2 separate regions of the Mus musculus genome follow, and region 1 is linked to region 2. A link is a contact called in public Micro-C data. All regions are on one chromosome and are shown on one strand. The core of a region is the stretch at or near the end of the contact, and the rest is flanking DNA. Distances in the headings are between cores, read along the strand shown.

Region 1 (7,326 bases), core at 791-3,290, 210 kb before region 2:
CCAGTTTTCTCCCCTCCGCGCCAGCTTATCAAGAGAAAACCGGACGGGAACACGGGATCCTGCCAAGTACCCGCCACGCTCATGGAGCCCGGGCCGGCAGCACATGTCGCACAAGGGGGCAGGCGGCCCTTGTGGGTTCCCCGCGCGGCCGCCAGGGGGCGGCAGGTCAGAGCCGGGCCGCGCTGCGCCGGACGCGGAGACTCCCCCCCCCCCCCAACCCCCGCCCGTTTCTGGGCGGCTGCGCGGCGAGCGGCGGCGCGGAGGCCCGAGCGTGGCGAGGCTCCGGACACGCCGGCCGTCCTTTGTGTCCCGCGCGCCCCCCGGCCAGGCTCCGGGGGAGGGAGGGGGGCGGACAGGGCGCTCGCCGCACGCGGCCCGAGGCCTAAGCCGGGAACAATCGGCGGCGGCGCGCAGTCGCCGCCATGTCCCCCCCCCCCCCGCCCTCGGCGCGCGCAGCCCGCCCCGCAGGAACATGGCGGCGGGGCCGCCGCTCCTGCCGAACCCGCCCGGCCCTCCCGCGCCGCGCTCGCAGCCAGCGCCCGTCCGGGGCTCCGCGCCGCCCCGAGGGCGGGCCGGGGCGTCCCGGGCCGCCCGGGCGGACCGCAGGGGTCGCCTCGCCCGCGAGGGGAGCTGCCCACGCGGCCGCACACAAAGCCCACGCGGAGCGCGGGGTGGCGCCCCGGCCCCGTCGCCCCGCAGCTCCCGCGTCCCGGAGCCCGGCCCGGCGCGCACAAAGTTTCGGGGACGCCGAGTGCCGCCCGCCCACGCCGCCCGCGCGCAGGTTCCTCGTGGGCGCGCCCCCTCCCGGCCCGCGGCCTGCCCCATGTGCCGCCGCCGCTTTGTTCTGGAGGCGCTTTAACTCTCGCCCCCGGGAGAAACTTTCCCCGCACGGCGGCCGCGCGCCCCGCCCGGCTCCCGCCGCTCCCGGGACGGCCGCCGGCCTCGTGCGAAGCCTCCCGAGGGCCATTGTGTGCGCCGGGCGGGCCTCTCCGGGGCCCGGGCCGCCGCCCCCTCGGGCCCCCTCCGGCCCGCGTGCGCGCCAGGACGGCCGCCCCACGCCGGCGCCCAACGGCCCGAGACCCACCCGGCCCGCGGCCCCCGCCCTCCCGCCCGTCCCGCCGCCGCCGCCGCTCCGCTTAGCGCACAACAGGTTTCCCTGAGCCGGCGGCGGGGCGGGCGCACTCACCGCAGCAGCCGCCACCATCTTCGCCAGCCTCCGCGCCACTCCGGCCCGAGGCCCCAGGCCGGGGGTGCGGCGTGGCCCGCCCGGCCCGGTCCGAGCTCGGGGCTCCGTGGAGAGGCACGGGCGGCGTGGGGGACCGTCCCCACCCCTCGGCCTCGCCGCAGGGCGCGAAGTGGCGCGAAGGCGCGGGCCGGGGCGGCGGCGGCGGCACCTCGAAGGACCATGTGGGTGAATGAAGGGCGGCGGCTCCCGCCTCAACGTAAATACGGACAAGCCCCACTCCCTCATTAGCATAAAAAACAAAGTACTTCCGACCTCCCCGCCCGCCCGCCAATCACCGCAGGCCCCGCCCACGGCGGCTCGTTCTTGGCGGCCAGGCGAGCGGGAGCCGGGGGAGCCGCTGGTGGCGCCGCGCCGCCTTCCCCGGGCCGCGCGTCCCCCGGGGTCCGCCCACTGCCGCCCGCTGCCCTCGGCGCAGGGCTCCGGGCCGGGACACCTCGCGCCACGCCCCCGGCACGCCCTCCCGAGCCAGCCCCGCGCGTGCGGACCCCGCGCCGCGCACCCTCCTGCGAGCGCACGCGGCTCAGGCTTCCCGCCAGCCGCGCTGGCCGGGGACTCGACGGAGGCGCCCGGTGACCACAGCTCGCCCACTCTCCCGTAGCCGCCGATCGGGAGGCCCACGCGAGTGGGAGACGAGTCACATCCACTCGCCCACCGTCGCCCCCCCCGATCTCCGTAGATCACGGATCCTTTGGGGGTCCAGCTCCTCCCGGGAAAGTCTCCTTAAACCTGGCCGCGTGCGACGGGGCGCGTGCTGGGCTCGGAGCTTCGCGACCAGTACCTGAGCCGCCTCCCTCGCCTAGTGCAGCACCGAGAAGTCTGGGCTCTCTGGTAGAGAGAGAGCACAGGGCTCGGAAAGTGCCTTGTAAACAACCCCAGAGCTGAGATAAGCCCACTCCCTGCTACATGCTGTGGTTCAGGAAATTCCAGAATTCTCAGAAACCTTATTAAAAGAATTGAGAATTCATAACATCTACTACAAGCAGCAATTTCAAACTGGTTTCGAGCAATCCAGTTCGTAGTCTTTGCAAAGCACATGCCACTTCTGTCCTGTGCTTTTTACAAGGAAACTGTAAAAACCGAATTCACCCGAAGATATCTCTAATGTCCCAGTGTTATGGGGCTGGCTTGGCATTCATTTCTTGGCACTTTCTCCATTTATTATACTCCCGACTTACTTTATCATGTATCACTTAATTTCGGCTGACATTTTAAAATAATGGATTAGCGGTTTTTCATCCCTTACTTTTCACTAGTAAGAAACTTTTCTAGATACTTTTTTGCTTTGAAAAATCAAAATTCATGAAGTTTCGAGTATGTAGACTGTCTGAAATACAGACCTTTATAAGTTGCTCGAAGGGGAAAAATGAAAGCTAATTTTATTAAGTCTCATTTACATTACTGTTGGCTGGCACTGACTATGTCAAATTTTCCTTAGAACTTTTATCTTCTGTTTTAAACTGGAGTGGTTGTTGTGTGCGTTCATCACTCTGAATCATGGGAAATCCCACCTATAGACAAGTTTCTTGGCAGAAAAGTTACTTATTTCTTAGTTTCGTTCCAATTAAAATCAACACAGAAATAGTTCTATTTTAAGAATCTGTTTTAAGCTATCTAACAGTATTTCTCTGGAAATCTGGCATGTAATCAGCTATTCTCTGTATCTATAGTAAGTATAAAGGATTTGGTTCTTAACACATACTTTTTTTTTTTTACGGTAATCAGAATTTTGGAAGATGTAAATTCATTTAAACTTATTGACTTGGAAAGCCCAGAAAGTTTCAGAATTACTAGGTTGCATTTTATTTTAAAATGTGCACTCATGCTTCCTTTCAAAATTAATAAAGCATATTGATTATAATGAAGACAATTGAAAACCATTTTATACCAATGAATTTAAAACTTAGTCCCCTGCCCCCCCTCTGTGCGTGTGTGTGTGTGTGTGTGTGTGTGTGTGTGTGAAGCCATTACTAATTAGAAACATCCACATCTGCAGTTTCCCGGGCCACAGCCAGGTACATATTATAAGTAAAGAAAATTTTCATGAGCATAATTATGAGCATCACAAAAAATATCTGAGCTGCTCTCAAATGCCATCTTCAGCTAAAGAGTATACAAAGCTCTGTGACATAGCAAGGAGAAACGGGCACTGTAGCATACAGTGTGATGTTACAGAAGCCAGAGCCTCTGTAGAAAGGAAAAGCTCTGTTCAGTATGAGAGCAAAGCCTTGGTGCTTACGTGCCGAGACACTGGCAGTAGAAGACTGCCCTTCACTTTACACTCGTGGGGTTCTGAGCCTTACAGGATAGGGGTGGTAAGTTGAGGGAGGGCATCTATAAAGTCCTGGAGTTGACTACTAACCCTTGTTGCTGGGTGACTGTGACACTATAAGTTGACTAGTGTTTGGTGTTTGGTGTTTGAAAGATAAATTCAATTAAAATGTTCTCTTTTTTAGCATTATTAAAGGGTAGGTCTTAAGAAACTACCTGAATGAGCAACAAGTACCCATCTTAGAGGGGAAGTTTTCAAACCTCACCATATTTGAATCTTGGGTGTCCTGTTTAAAACATGTTCAATTTAGAAAATTAAAGAAAATCTGTAAATTGATCACAGCAACTAAGCACATTTAATATTTTTGAAGATCCACATTTTTAATGGTTTCTCTTCTTGTAACCATTTATTATTTTCTCCATGGTATTTGGATTTAATGGGGTACAGCAACTTAAATACGACTGTGGGTTTATAAAATTAACTCGTTGTAAAATAAGAATGGGCGTGGATCATCTTTGGTAATGTAGTAAGCTGCCCCTCGGTACAAATTAAAAGATGAGTTATAGTATTTTTTTTAACAACATGTCAATATGTTTGGAACTGCATAACCTAGGCTTAGCATATCTGTTGTGTTTAATCTTGGCCATTTAATGACTCTTCTATCCACTTTGCCCATCATGTACAAATGCTCATAGTTCCTGCTGTACTAGTCAGAGGTACAGCAAAGAATCAGACAGAAATTAAGATTATTTTATTAAAATTATTTTTAAGGTTATTAAAAATTAAGAACTACAAAATGTTGCTGGCTACTGAGAATCTTCCAGGAATGAGTTTTTAGTCTCTTCGAGGCTCTGTTTCATTTGCTCCTTCCAATAGCTTTTTGAATAATTTCTCCTAATGTGGGCTGCTTTAAAACAGTGACAATCTGTGAGTCACTTGGTGACAATGCACATATAGAATAAATATAGGGATTATTCATTCACCACAGACAGTATCCCAAGACATTCTGTGGGTCTGTGGACTTGTAGTGAAAGCAAAGTCCTTTGATCATTTAAATGAAAAGTTTCATCTATGTCCTTGGAATTAAATTAGAAACCATGGAAGGAAGGATGAGTAAAAAGCAACTGGCAAGCAACTTCCTTTTCTTCTTTCCATCCTTTCTCTTCTTGTTACATCTTTGAAGCTGTCCCTGTGGTGCCCTGAAGAGCTGAAGGAGGATAACTCCTGATGACTCAATTAAGACGACCAGTCGTGCTGGGAACAGCCTATCACAGCCTTGCAACAGCCACAAGCCTTAAAGATTGCCCAGGGCAGTCATCTGCCAATGTGTGTAAAACCGTGAGGCTTTTACAAAAACAAGAGAGACAGGATCATTTCTATTAAACCTTCCAAGGCAACCTATCGTTATAGGATGGAATAGTGCAGTACTTCAGTAGTTTTTCACAACATTTTCTTAGAAGGATGTATCAAATATCAAAATTGCAAGTAACTAATTTCAAACTTCTGACTCTCAGCTCAGTGTTTCTCAACCTGACTGTTCTTCTATTACTCAAGGAGCCATTAAGACATGCAAATATCTGGCTCATACCTGCAGACATTCTAATTTAGTTAGTCAGAGTGTAGCCAAGTTTTCCCCCTTTTAATTCCCAGATCATGTTTCATGCTTATGTGAGAAGGGGCTGCCAGCTTTGTGACTTAGTCTATCGTTAGATGAGCATGTCTGACTAGTTCTCACTGTGAGTTGGTGAATCTTGCTAGGAGCTGCTGTCTCCTTGTCCCAGTTGTGTACATATAACACACGAAGAAGCCAGGAGGAATTAATCAGGGTTATTCTAAGTCCCCCCATGCTCCCCCCCCCACACACACCCTAAGGATTAGATGTGAGGTCTGACCAAGTCAAAGAACTTGGAAGCAACCTTGAGAGCAGCATCAGCAGTTTCTAAGGCACACTGGGCAAGAGCTGAACTGGCTGGCCTGACTGCTGTCCAGGTTTGGGATTGGAGGAACGAAGGCAATGACTTAACCGTGTAAGCTCCTGCTTCACAGAGTTGTGTTGAGTTTGTTTGCCTAGAAGGTGATGGAATTTTTATATAAGTATATAAGTATATAAGTATATAAGTAGTCATCCAGACCTCTTATAAAGTTTTGAAATTAACAAGACATTATAATAACGGTCGAAGATAGGAGATATTTCTAAATGGCATTACTTTTTGTTGTTTATATTCAACCCTAAACATGTCTTGGGTTTTTCTCTATTGTGTTGATTTCAAATATTGGCTATAATGCCCTTCAATATCGGAGGAGACAAACTGATATAATGCCGTGTTTTACCAGTTAATAGTTTCCCAAACAACTCAAGACCTGGATTGGGTAGTTTTTTGTTTTGTTTTGTTTTGTTTTGTTTTGTTTTGTTTTGTTTTGTTCTTTTCTTTAAAACTGTTTGGAACAACAGATTTCATACTACTCTATAAAATTTTCTTGAGTATTAATTTTCATTCTTAGAGTGGACCCTAATCCTTTGCCGTATGTCTAGGTGGTCCAAAATCAAGTTTATGTAAAATTGTTGCTAGTATTGCATAATTTTCCCTTTGGCAACAGTGTGTTTGGGTTGAAGATATGTGGTGGTTCAGCTGCTATGTTTCTTTTTCTTTTTCTTTTTAAATGTTAATTTATTCTTCTCATATACAGTGTGTCCTGACCACAGCGTCCCCTCCCTCCATCCTCCCACTCCCTTCCCCCAAACTCCCCTCTCTCCAGATCCACTTCCCCTACCTGTAAACCTCCAGAAAAGAGCAGCTGCTGTATATCTTAAAGATCTTGTTTGGGGGAAGAGAACGTGGGTGAGTTGGAAAAGATAAATGAAGGGTAGATATGATATTTAAAAAGAAAAAGAAAAAAAGACTAGATATTCTGGGCCAGCAATATGGTCCAGCATGTAAAGGTGCTTGCTAACAACCAGAAGACCTGAGTTTGGTCCCAGGACACACAAGGTAGAAGGAGAGAAAGAAGAGACCCCACTCTTGTAGATTTTCTTCTGAAGGTCACACGCACCTTGGCACCTGCTCCAGCATGCACACGCACTAGAACAGTGTAATATACTTGTAAAACAATAGATAATCTGATAAACTCATTAAAAACTGAAAAGTAGTAACAGTTGTTCCTATTAAGCAAGTAGAACGAATCCAAGAGAGTACTTAAATCTTAATAATACTTAAAACTTAAAACACTTAAATACTCTTAAAGTTGACTTAAAGTCAACATAAAAAGAGTTGAGGAATGCTGATTTAGAATAGACAGCAGGGTGAGGATAGGCTATGTACAAAAGCCTAAGAAGGTAGTGTTGGAACTGTTCTAATTGACTTGTAGCAGGTGGCTACTTGGGTTGTTTTTTTTTTAGTCAGACACTTGGGATGCTGGCTGTTGTGCACTTTGTTCTTTGTATAAGATCGTTCAGTTTCAGATTGTTCAGTTTCGTAATAGTAACAACAAGCAGGAACAAAGTATCAGTATAAAATCTTAGGGGAGACAGAAGCAGGGGTGAACGGGGCACATTCAAGGACAGTGCGCTGAGGGAGTTGCAAGTTCCTGATGACATTAGTCTGTTCTCTCCACGATTGTATGTGGATGGGTCGGTAGCATTTACAGCCTTGGGAAGAATTGACAAATCAGCCAGGTAATATTGAAGGACCTGATGTTGCTGCATGTGAGTCAAAAGACTGGCCTTTTCAGTATCAGGTACTTAAGACAAGGCGAACCTCTGTCACTGAAGAGAACTCTCTTTTCAATATTCAGCTTGTAAGAGATGACTAGC
Region 2 (7,130 bases), core at 3,295-5,794:
TTCTTCTTCTTCTTCTTGTACCCTCTCAACTCCCCTCCCCATGCTCTGAATACACTCTATTCTATACTACACCTTCATGTGGATAGTCCCACAGGGAGAGGGGATGCCTCAGCATGAACCTGCGGAGGCACCTCCGTACTCCCACATCTGACTACACCTCCACCAATCATTTCCTTCTCTCCTTATCTTTGTATAACACACAACACTTGCCTCTGAGACAGATGACCTGAATTTGATCCACTATGGCATGAGTGTACCTTTCCCATCCTAACTAACTATAAAAACCAAAACCAAACCAAACCAAACCAAACCAAACCAAAAGCAAAAACAAACAAAAACAAAAAACAAAAACAACCCAAAAACCAAAAAAACCCAAAGCACCACCAATAAAAAGATATTCCATAGCTGTAGGCAATGCAACAGATTAATCAAATATATTTTACTTTTTCTAATGTAAGCTTTTAACCAAGTAGAAAGATTGGGTAGTAGTGTTTCAAAGTATTTTACTGCGTTTCCTTAATTTGATCCAAAATTTAAATACAAATCTATCTCATGGGTTTCCTGCCCCTTTGGAATCCACATATTTAGTTCTTAAACCTGGGCTTAGTTATTTAACACATAGTTTTTTTTTTTCCCCGTAATGTAACCGTTTCCTAAATCATTTATAATTTTATTTTCTACATTTTTTTCTCATTTGTACTTAAAAATCTGGCTTCAGAAAGGAAGTCCAGGCTTCCAGTTAGAAGGTCTTTCATTGGTTCAGCCTTTCACACTACAGCAGATTTTTAAATTTATCCTCTAGTATAATGTGGGAAGTAAAATACACTTTATTTGGTGTAATTGGTAGCTAGTGATTTTGTGTGACGATCTCTGTAAATCAGGCAGAATCTTCTGGGGAGGGTTACTGTAACATTTTGCCACCATTTGTTATGTGATCCACTGGAGCACAATCAGAATTTACAGAGTTGCCACTGCAGGCTTTGTGAATTCTTTATGATGCTATATTTTCCCATATATTTGTGCACCAGAATCACAATTACATCAAAAGTACCAGAATTCGGTTGTACGTGCTCCTGGATCTAATCAGGATAAAAGCAATGCCATTGGAAGTAGCCCAGGATTGGGCTATGGTTGACCCTAAGAGCCCTTCTCAGAGAAACTGACTTATGTGTAGTTTGAACAGGCTAAAATAATCAGCCTGGACCATCATTAAAATCACATAGAGATCATTCACTCCAAAACTACCAGCATTTAGTTGTAGTTGGAGGTGGGTCCAGGATAAGAGATGTTTTAGTTTGTTTTGGTTTTCTTCAAAGCATCCTAAGTGAAGTCCCTGTGAGTGCAGATTGAGACGTTGAGTGCTTCTGAGTGACAGTCTAGGAGTTCTCTGATAGTCTTCAGGTTCTCACTCTTCCCCCGTGGTCTGCTCTGTGAAAAGTCACTTCCCTTTTCATGTGTTCCTATTGGCTTTGCTGCCTGTGCTGTTGACGGAGATGCCACCAGTTTGGGTTGAACTCAGAATCTTGGAGTAAAAAAAAATAATAATAATAATAAAATAAATAAAATAAATCACCGTTTGTTTCTGTATCAGATCATGTCTGAAGACACTGTTAGCATAGCTCTTCTGTTCAGATGTTTCCAAGCTAATCTTTGTAACTATCATCGTGAGTTTGAAACCTGCATCCTTAATTTTATCTTAAAGTATCTGTTTATATTTGGGCAAGTTGAATACTTCTTTGTTTCTTCAGAAGTCACCTCTTTTAAATCCTAGACACACCTTTAATTCTAATGTAAGATTTTGTAGTAAGTGTGGTATTGAAATTTATAATTTAATAGGCTATGTGTATTAGTAGGTAAAAGTTATATTTCACAAAATAAGGCCATGTCATATTCATATATATATATACATATATATATATATATATATATATATACACACATATATATGTCCTTTTTTCTACCATTTAAAAATCTTCATGTAGCTAAACTCACAGTCTGAAACAGACCGTGTTAGTTAAAATATCTTGGTTGTTCAGAAAATAGTTACATTAAATTGATTCTTGTTTTTCTCCTTAAATCTTCAAGAGTTTTTATTTATTTATTTGTCTTCCCCCCTACCCCTGCCCTAGATTGTACAGGTTTTCCTTGATCTCCGTTATCATAATTTATAAGAAGCCCTTGTCTGGCCCACAGACCAAATATTGATTAGCTCTTGTTATATATAAAACTGTTCAGAAACAAAGAACTTTACAACCACTTCCTGGGTTTCTCTGCGGGCGAATGCTGCAGTGGTCCAGGCTGGGCTCTGCTCTGCAGTATTGACTTTCCCTCTGTCGGTCTATAAGAATGTTGGTGGCGGGGGCTGGAGGTGCCCAAATAGTCCCTTTGCTATCTCTTCTTCTAGGAGTAGAGCGTCAGCTAAAGTGCTTTTCATTTCAACATGGCAGAGGTGTAAAGAATGAATCGAAGCAGGACACTTAGGATGCTCACTCAGCAAACGCACACTTCCACCCACAGGCAGGCAGCCAAAAACTTATTTCGAGGGAAGACTCGAGTGGAAGCCTACACATACTCTTCTGAATCCTGATGTGGGCGTGTGTGGCACAGAAAAGGGTGGAGTCAGTCTGTCAGTCGGCCACTAGGGCTGCCCCTCATTCCGCTCATAGCGGACTTTTCACTGAATTAAGGATGGCTTCAGGATTCGATAGCCGCAGCCTCCTGTGAAGCAATGTCTGACTGATTCGTTAAAGAAGCCGATTCTGTGTTCCCTTCATTATTTAGTGTTTATTTTCTTCATTACTTATTATTATTATTGCCTTAGTGCTTTTAGAATTATAAGTTGATACAGTCTGGGCAGTTGGTTTAAAACCTTAGTTGTCTAACGTGTGTTTTATTTAACAAGTGGTTCCTTTTTGTCTTGAGTTATGGCCAACGACATTTTAAGAATAAAGATCTAGTGACTTGTCTCATTCCTATTATGAGAGAGAAGACTGAACCATGGCTGAAGCCCAAAGCCAAGTGACATTAGCAAGGAACAAAACTTTTAAAGGCTCTGAGATTAACCTATCGTGAACTCTTTTCCCTAAACGGAGGTAAAGGGAATTATGACATAATCAATAAATGTAGCTAAGTCGCCTAAAGGAATAATACGGATCTACAGAATAAAGACCGAGGTAGGACAATGTGACTGCTTTTCAGATACCCATTTTCGTGATCACTGTTTGAAATGGAAATTGCGGGGCTTTGGACCAAATCCGTTTCTAGCGGGGTGGGGGAGTGGGGTGTGTGTGTGTGTGGGGAGTGTGAGAAGCAGTGCTCTAAAATGCCAGCAGAGGGCGCCTTAACAAGTTTCCCTGCGGAGCTTCGCTTGCCCCTAGCTGACCAGAGGAACAGTGGATTAGTGATGGGGAGGGTGTATTTGGAGGAGTCATCTGCCCACGTTTTCCATCAGCCTGACCTAACCTTGAGCTGGAATTTAATATGCTTCTCCTACAGCTCTCTCCATTGATTTCCCTGCCCTGGAAACTTGACTTTGCTCCTATTTTTGTATCTTGCCAAGTATACGTTTCAGACAGATGGATGGATAGCAGATTCTGGGCCTTTTGGCAGGCAAGTGTCCTAATTCATAAAATATTTAGGAAAAGATTCATAAGTTAGTCTTAAGTCCCCTCTGCAATGTTTCTGGGTTTTGTGTGTGACCTATTGTGCCTTTGAGAAAGACCCTGAATGCTGGATATCTTAAAACACTGCCCAGAATTTTCTTAGAGTTTTGAAAAGCTAAGCTATTACTGTGAGTGAGTGTCGGTTGGTGAAGTGCTTTCTTTAAAAATAGGCTCTTACTATGTAGCTCTGGCTTGGTCTGTAACTTGTTATATAGGCCAGTGTGGGAACAGGACCGAAAATAGGGGGTGAGAAAAGACAGAGTCACATGGGGAACTCCAGGGATCAGACTCCAGGGAGCAGTATCAGGGTGTAGATCTGAGTTAATGTGCAGTGCGTAAGCTTATAGACAGTGTTTGAGCCAATCCCAAGTCCCTACAGTCTCAGCCAATTGTATCTCTCCACACCGTCACCCTGCTTCAATGAAGGTCCTGCCTGATAATGTAGCTCAGGAGCACGGAGGGCATTGCCAACCGTGAGGACTTCCGTGAAAACAGCCACTACGGTGGCCTCCGTTCCTTTTGGATGTCACTGTTGCGTAAGCCATCTTAGACCTATTGCCTGTTACAGCAGGCAGATCAGGACTCTTGGCGGAGTGGCAGGATGCTATGGCTTCTTGCTCTCCACCCCACTTTTTCCCCTCACAAGATTGCCTTCCACAACCCCTACAGGCCAGGCTTGCCTCAAACTCACCTCGGTCTCTCAAGCGTGAGCTGCGGTGGTGCCTGCCTTACCTGGTGAGGTCAGGAGAAAGCCGTGCTGCATGAGCTGTTGTTACGTTCTGGACGTTGGCCGTTCTAAAGCTGTGTGTTGCGACCATTTAAGAGGCTCCCATGTGTAGCCTGGGTTTGTGCATGCTCATTTGCCACTTGGCTATCTTCTTTGATGTGTTTTCCAGGGTTCCTGACTTGGGACGCCTGCCTGTTTCTTGTGCAATTTAGAACTCAGCGTGGCTTTGAGGAACTTAGCTTATACTACTAAGGACACTGATGTCACTGTCTTTTTCGTTTTTTTTTTTTTTTTTTTTTTTTTTTTTTTTTTGTTTTGTTTTGTTTTGTTTTTTGTTTTGTTTTGTTTTTGTTTTTGTTTTCTCCCCACTATGAAAACAACCATTGAATGGTCCACTGGCTTCATGCCTTCTGTACTGGTCAACACCAGATTTTTCAATTTTATTTTTCTGGTTCTCAAAATCATCAGATTTCTCCAAGGGAAAGGATGCTACATGCTATCAACTCTTCATGGTCTCCTGTCTGGTTCATTTGGTCTTAGCGTTTGTTGCTTGTGAATGAATATGAGGTGTAAACTAAATGGCTTTTGTATTTCCTTTACTTCATCTTTGGGAGGGCACTGGTATCCATGGAGTAGATTAACCTTTTTGTACTTAGTATCAGATAATTCATTTCCACATTGTGACAGGGCAAGACAGGGCAGAGGTTCCCTCTGTCTTGTACTCTTGCGGAGGCCGTTTCTGGTTTAACTTGTATTTGCTCTCCTTGATGGAGTATCTTGTGGAAAATCACACAACCCTGTTCTAGGACTCTGTAAGGTCAAGATGCCCTAGCTAACTTAGCCTGTCTTCTGGCAAATGGTTTTCTTGTACTGACTACCCCATTCAGCTAATTGCTAATCAAAGTTCTTGCTTGTATGAAGCCCTGACCTGCAGCTGGGTAGTTAGATGCCAGGATTCAGTTTCTGTCTTCCAAAATTCTGTGCTCTGGACACTCATGCTACACTCAGGTCTGAATACCTGGTCACAGACAGCTGGAGTAAAGACTTTAAATAGGCTATAAACTGTACCTGACTGGTTATGTCTGGTGGACTCTTACAGTAACAACATAAAAATTGTTTTAGCATAAAGGATAAAAATGACATGTGAGTTATTTGGCTGTGGATTATTATTTACAAAATCACTTTCAGAAGTCAAAAATAACACTAAAAATAGTCTGAGCAGGATCCTGAAAACGGATAGACATTTAATCAAAATTAGTTTTTCTTATTTTAATTAAATCCTATAGTGCTTTACACAGCTTGGCATTTACTATGATAGAGTGAAGTAATGCTATGTAAGTGTCTTTGTGGCACAGATGGACCGTGGTATGGTGAAGGGCAGCGAGCTTGACCTTATGGAAACCTTAGGTGTAACTCATTACTTGTGTGGCTTTCTGATGCGGTTTTGCAAACCTTCTCTTAGCCATCTTGATCTTGCTCCATTTCTGATGCTCTGTCTTTATCACGCCCCCATCTTCACAGTCACAAAGTTTATTGCTTGAGCCTCAGATAGCCATTCATTAATTGAAACTTTAGCTTCACCAACTTTAGTGAAAAGCCTGTATTCATATCTTCAATCCATTTCAGTGTAATTCTAATCTTGTGGTTTGTTGTTATTGTTGTTTTTTTTTTTAAATCTTTGCAGAAAATAACTAATGGAGTTTTGATTCATTCATGTGAACTGTAATTGGGTTTGTAATGTTAAAGAATAAAATACTAATACTCTTCAGGTAATACTTTTTTTAAAATCCCTTTCTGATAACCATGACTAAATAATGTGAGAAAATAGTATTTGAGAAACAGGATCCACACATTTAATATTATGAAGATTTGGTGTGCTAAATATGCTATTTTGACTCACTTTCTTGGTATTATCATGACATGGTTTAAGATACCATCACTCAACCAAAATGATTATAGCTCTTCTTCCTGTATTAACAATATTTATTTGTAACATTATACAGGCAAAATGTGTTATATTTATGTGTTTAGGAATACACATGTCTATTCACACAGAGATCAACATATATTATTGTAAAAATAATTAATGAAATTTGAAAGTGAGCAAGGAGATGGGTAAGTGGGAGAGTTTGCAGGAAGGAGAGGGAAAGGGTAATTATATTAACAGCTAGAGACAGAGACAGAGAGCTACTGAAATCATTCTAAATGCATGTAAAGATATTTAAGTATACCAGCACTAATTTAGTATTTATCCCATATATACAGAAACACACATACAGATGCATACAACTAATAAAAATATGATTATTCCACTAAAATCCTATTGGAAGGAAATACCACTTTAAGAACCAGCCATCTTGTCTCCCCTTTGAAGAAGAGTGAATTTCCTATGGCCCTTTGGAGAAGTGGTTTGAATGTTTACTTGATAGTCACAAAGCTGGAAACCTTGTGAGTAAATTAGGTTTTACAAAGCGCTATGTATTTATTGGAGTTTAACAAAATTGCATGATTCTGTAATACTTGGGGATCAGCAGGAAGGGACCCTTGGGAGAGAAAGCCTCACAGCTGGGAATAATTAAGCCTGATTAGTTTGCTGCTGAGAAAATCAAACTGGAAAGAAACTTGTCTTGGCATGGGGGAGGGGAATTCCAGGCTGCATACCCCGGTAGATTCTGGTTCTTAAAGTGTCTGGGGGTGAATGTAAGTCTCCAATGCTTGGAAGTTCCCCAGCTAGGCTATTT

What was found. A called contact is a pair of places that touch in the nucleus more often than the background predicts.
Region 1: a Micro-C map of the G1E-ER4 cell line shows a contact between it and region 2. The contact joins the enhancer-like site here to the promoter of 4930524C18Rik in region 2. A contact is called at or near these places in 2 of 39 promoter capture datasets (HPC-7-derived erythroid cells and cranial neural crest) and 2 of 484 Hi-C or Micro-C datasets (both in the G1E-ER4 cell line).

What each region holds. Positions count from the first base shown.
Region 1 is chr14:115,035,060-115,042,385 of GRCm38.p6, reverse strand. No RefSeq gene overlaps it. Among named protein-coding and RNA genes, the nearest start is that of Mir17, 4.9 kb to the left of the region's middle. Within about 2 kb of position 2,040, at least 277 of the 459 cell types and tissues checked have an H3K27ac peak or open chromatin away from gene starts, as enhancers often do. A contact at or near this core is called in the G1E-ER4 cell line, where this site is marked.
Region 2 is chr14:114,829,379-114,836,508 of GRCm38.p6, reverse strand. It overlaps 4930524C18Rik (RIKEN cDNA 4930524C18 gene), which reads right to left and starts at 4,544. Exons shown (of 6, transcript NR_045661.1): 1 at 4,395-4,544. All of the region lies in intron 1 of Gm41244 (a long non-coding RNA gene), which reads left to right.